Regions from separate parts of the Mus musculus genome. Here region 1 is linked to region 2. Evidence: chromatin contacts called from public promoter capture Hi-C data. All regions are on one chromosome and are shown on one strand. The core of a region is the stretch at or near the end of the contact, and the rest is flanking DNA. Distances in the headings are between cores, read along the strand shown.

Evidence for each region. Promoter capture Hi-C pulls out the DNA fragments that hold promoters and counts their contacts.
Region 1: a promoter capture Hi-C map of liver shows a contact between it and region 2, with 2.4 times the contacts expected there. The contact joins the promoter of Ascc3 here to the enhancer-like site in region 2. A contact is called at or near these places in 3 of 39 promoter capture datasets (liver, neutrophils and pre-B cells).

Annotation. Positions count from the first base shown.
Region 1 is chr10:50,591,284-50,593,983 of GRCm38.p6, reverse strand. It overlaps Ascc3 (activating signal cointegrator 1 complex subunit 3), which reads right to left and starts at 1,315. Exons shown (of 42, transcript NM_198007.2): 1 at 1,087-1,315.
Region 2 is chr10:52,359,183-52,361,882 of GRCm38.p6, reverse strand. The region is part of intron 1 of Gopc (golgi associated PDZ and coiled-coil motif containing); the gene reads left to right. Among named protein-coding and RNA genes, the nearest start is that of Gopc, 22 kb to the left of the region's middle. Within about 2 kb of position 1,287, at least 6 of the 459 cell types and tissues checked have an H3K27ac peak or open chromatin away from gene starts, as enhancers often do. A contact at or near this core is called in liver, where this site is marked.

The DNA of each region.
Region 1 (2,700 bases), core at 66-2,565, 1.8 Mb after region 2:
TCAACAAGGATCAAGAAAACTAAGTCTTGCAAAATTAATTCACTCATGTAAATAACACTAAGCTACACTTAACTGACATCTCTATGAATATTTTAATGCAACACAGTATTATCTTTGTGGATGGCTTACTTATGCAGTGGGTTTCATAGAATAAAGTAATCCTTTTTTTTTTTTAGGTTTTTTTTTTTTTTTTTTTTTGAGGCAGTGTAGCCCTGGCTGTCCTAGACCAGGCTGGCCTCGAACTCAGAAATCCGCCTGCCTCTGCCTCCCAAGTGCTGGGATTAAAGGCGTGCGCCATCACGCCCGGCGCAACACCAGTATTATAATCGTCATGACGTGAAAAACTAAATACAAAACATGAGCTAGAGCACGTCCAGCCTAGACTCAGAAGCGGAATTTGAGAACAATCAAACTCAGAAAACAAACGTTTCAGCTTATGAATCTGAAAAGGGGGTAGATATAGTTGACTGTTCTAATTTTTATCCAGGAACAACAACAACAACAACAACAACAACAACAACAAAAACCACACCACAGGTAGCAATTAGACTGCACTTGTGATGCATATCAAACTCAGTAGACTGAACTTCTTTCTTTTAAAGGTAAAGGAAATTACAGCATCCTACCAAGAACCACTTCATCTACCCCCTTAGCATAGACACTTCTTTATTTAAAAAAAAAAAAAAATACATTCTAGAGTCCTCCGATTGTTAAATTCACCCACTGCCCTGAACTCCAGGACCCAAAGCACTCGCTCCTCTGTGTTGTGGGGGAAACCCAACCCAACAGATGTAGGCGAAGAACGACGTTGCTAGGAATGTGTAATATAAATAAGGGGAGAGGGAGGAGAAAAACAGGTTAAGCCTAGAACAGAAAATTTTTCATCTTGTGGCCATTCTGTCCTTACACGTGGGCAATCGCGCTGGAGTTTTCACCCCAACCCCCACCTACAAACTTAGGTGAGCCGGGACGCCCAGCCGAGGGATGACAGCTCGGTCCACCCGCGCTCTTCCGGACTCTGAGACCAGCCCCGCCCCGCCGCACACTCGGGCTCCGCCACCCGCGCCCTCCCTCTCCCTAGCTCACCTCAGCCCCGCCGCCACGCGCGCCTCCGGCCTCCTGGAGGTTTGCTTCCTCTTCTCACTCCGGCGGAGCGGAGCGGAGGGCTGCGCCCCGACCTCCTCCGCAGCACACGCGGGCCGGCGGGGGTCGCTCGCTGTCACGCCTTAGCGCGCGAGGGCTGCCCAGCTGGCACTGACCCACAAACCCACACACCCGCGCCGAGCGACGGAGGGGCGGGGCGGGCGCCGGCCATACGTCACCGACCGCGACGCCAACGTCGCCACGTCAGCACCCGGCCGCCCTCGGCCCCGCCCATGCGGGGGTTGGCGTCGGGTGGCGTACACGCTAGCAAGTTTCAGCTCAGTTTTAGTGGTCCGACTCTTGGTTCCCTCCGGCCGACTCCCTAATCCCCGCTTGGTTCTGATAATGGCACCGAGTAATTAATTCCTATTGAAGGCAGAAACCAGTGAGTCACAGTCCCGTGGTTACTAGATGGTTCCGCCCACCTGCTCTAGGCTCAAGTTTCGATTTCCCTGAGTTTCATTATTCTCCACTTTGTACTTCTGAAGTTGTTTCTGACCTTCGAAACAAAACATCTGACGATAGCCTGGTGCGACTGGCAAATTTAGAAAAGCTAGCCTAAAAAAACTGCATTGTTGTTAAGTTTGAACTGATGAGCGAGGATACAGATGTGGTATGCATTGTCATCCTACCCTTTCAGCCCATTCTTCCCGAGACAGTTGTCCTAAAACTCACCAGAACCCTGTTTTATAGAAGCAGCATTGGTTGAATAATAAACATAACTTGCCAAACCCACTGGAAGTTCTGTATACCAGACTGAGGTAAGAAGACCTCAATAGCGATAGAAGCATTTCAGAAATTAAAATGAGATAACGCAGATGAAAAGAATCATGAAGTATTAATGAAACTTGGTAAGATTCACTAAGAGGAAAAGTTACTGGACTGTCAGCAATATGAAAGACCCATCTGGTGATAAAGGTTTGTCTGGTATGACCTGAACTTTATGAGGAAAACAAACAAAAACCCTTCACATTCTGAGAGTCCCTTCTAATACAATCCAAGGAACTAAATGCACTGTAGAAGCAATATATGACCATCACAGTCTCTACATTTCTCTAAGTTCCCAGTCTCTACATTTTCTAAGTAGATGCTGAATGCTTACATAATAGGGATTTGGGGGGAGGGAGACGCATTTTAGGAGAATTACTGGCTGGTTTTGCTAAAAGTTAGTCCAGTCGCATGTAGCCTTTCAAGCGTTTACAGTCTAACTCATTTTATCACCAAACTACAACTGGTGATCCCAAAGACTCTTGGTCTCACTAGAGAAAGAATTCTAGGAGAGATACAGAAGAGACTTAAGCAAAAGCAAATTCATTATAGTAAAAAAGCAGAGGCAGATATTCCCAAGTGGGAAGGCCACCTGAGAATCCAAGCAGAGGTGATGTGAGTGGCATAGAAATATTTTGCTAATCTGAGATACATAATTGTGGAATTTTCAGAAACAGAGAGAGCATTTCCATGAAGCAGGCAGGGAAGGAAGAGGGGTTTGATCAAACATAGAATTATAGTACCAAGATTGCAATTTTGGAACAGCATGTATGTTAAAAACCGCAACTA
Region 2 (2,700 bases), core at 38-2,537:
GCCTGTCTTCTTCTTCCTAAGTAAGCTGTTATCCGAATCTTAACCGTTTGCCTCAGTAGCTTCACTTCAGAAAGGTTTTTGTTTTGTTTTACACTTTATTTTTGAATATATTGCACAGTGTCGCAAGTCTTCCTAATAATGTTTCTGACATTATAAAATCCTTTATTTCCATTTATAAAATTGCCATGGCAGCAGATCGCTGTTGCTGTAAGTTGACTTTCCTTGGAGCTGAGCTAATTCTGTATGAACTACCTACATTTGTTTTTTCTGTGACAGTATAGTTCTCTGGCCTTTCAATTTTTAAACTGAAAGTTAAAGTTAAAATTCTTTTGAGTTGAATAGGAAAGAAGAGTGCAGGCGCTGGCTAGCTGGGCACAGCAAACATAAGGGCCATGTGCAGTTGACAGTGGTGAAGCAATGTCAGCCGTGTAGAAATGGAAAGCTTTGGTGGAATGAATAAGCCCTCCTGGGCGGATTTCTGCTCTAACCGAGAACTTGCAGTCAGCTCTCATGCTTGGGCTCACTGTGATCTCAGCACTTGGCCCTTAGAATAATTGCTACACAGTACAAAGGGTAATTTTCTGACCAAAAAAAAAAAAAAAAAAAAAAAGCCACAGCTTCCTAAGATGAGGTTTGAGCTCCTATATTAATTAGGTCATGCAACTGAATGTGAGGGTCCCAAAATATTGGCGAACAGGAAAAAGGTTTCTGAATGTGCGGCAACCAAAAATTAATTCAAAACCAAGCACATACTGAGTCAGCACCTGCCCTTGTATCACACAGCCTCATGGCGGCCTTGGTTCTGAGTCCACATGCAGTTTACACTGCACACTGTTGCAACACAGTACTCATGACTGAAGCGTGCAGGCTAAGATGCAGGTTATGAATGGTCTGTTCTTACAGATATGGATGGCTTACAGAAAATGAAGACAAGGCTTTCTCAGCATTCGTCAGCATGGAAAGCTCACATTAGATATCCCTGGGTTACACTGTATGGGAATGTTAGAGCTCAAAAATTGCTGTTTTGACTTTCTGACTTTAGTTTCCTTAAAAAAAAAATGTTGAGCCAAGGAGATGGCTCAACAGGTAAAAGCACTTGCTGTAAGCCTCACAACTTGAGTTTAGATCCCTTGAATCAATGTGCATAAGTGGTGTGTGTTTATAGTGTGAGGTGTGAGACAGAGGCAGGAGAATTCCCCAGAAGCTTGAGGGTAGATACCCTGGAGTATGCACTGCAACAGCAAGCAAGAGGCACTATACCTCAAGGTCAAGGTTAGGAGGGCCAACACCCAAGGTTGTCCTCTGCCCTGCACACACAGGTTGCAGCACTCATGCAGACATTTACATGCATACAGATAAGCAGATAAGCATTTTGGAGGCTGGAAAGATGGCTCAATGTTTAAGAGCACTTGCAGCTCTTTCCGATGACCCAGATTCGGTTCCTGGCACCCACGACAGGTAGCTCATAACCATCTGTGATTCCAGCTCCAGGGAATCCAATACTTTCTGGCTTCATCAGGTACTTGCACATACATGACGTGTACACATCTAGACCACACACATAAATGAAGATAAATCTTACAAATAATAGTAATTATTATTAATTTTTGTATTGTTAAATGAATTTTGGCTTGGGATTAGGAAAGAATTTCCAACAACTTCCAAAATAGTCCTAAGCATACTTCTGCATGCAGAGCCTTAGTCTTGGCATTGACAGTTGTCAAATCGAAATATTGATCAATTCTGGAAAATGTTGAAGGTGCTCTACCTAAGGTTTGGACAACCTTGTGACATGTTGTCATCTATGAAGTTAAAAATTGAGAACCGTGTAATCAAGCAGCAAAAAACTACAACAATAAAGACAACCTTATGTTTTAGATAAGTTTATCATTTTGTGTTGAACTGCATGCATAGCTGTCTTCAACCACACGGGGCCCGTGGACTACAAGTTAAGCTTAAGTATATACTACCGGTGTTTTATAGTAACACATCCTCAGTTAAGAACTATGTAAAAATTTAAAAAGCATACCTTGTTATGCAAATTATTATTGATCTTTAATAAATGATAAATCATATGATTGTTTTAAATAAACTTATTTATTAGGAAGTGTTTGTGTACTTATTTTATATAACTGTGTGACTATGTGACTAGGGTTGTGTAGAAATCCAGTGAAAAGGGTTATAAGAAAATGAAAGCAGTTCAGTTTACAGAGGAATTACCTAATAAGCATGCATGAGGACCAGGATTCAGCCCCGAGGCACTCATAAATAGAGCATGGACACACACCTCCAGTTTGAGCACCCAGGGAATGGAGGCAGAAGGATCAGAAGTTCAGGGTCATCCTCACTACATAGCCAGTTCAAGGCAGCTTGGACTAGAAACCGTTTGAATGAGTGAATGTTGCCAATGGGAAAAGTTTAAGAAGTCTAATGCAGGCTGATAGTTTCTGTGTTGAAGACAGAACCCCACTAGCATGTTGTTCATGTTAGTGGACCACTGTGATGCATACCGTCTGAACAGGAAGGTGACTCTATATCCCACACTTCTGTAATTTAGAAGCTTCGAAGATAAAGATGAGAAGGCCTTGAAAGGGTTGGTGAATGTGAGCCATGTAAAATGGAAGTAACCTGTGTTAGTAGAAGACATTTATAGTAGAGTTCTCTTGCCACTTAACATTCTTCACACTTGGTTTCTGGTCA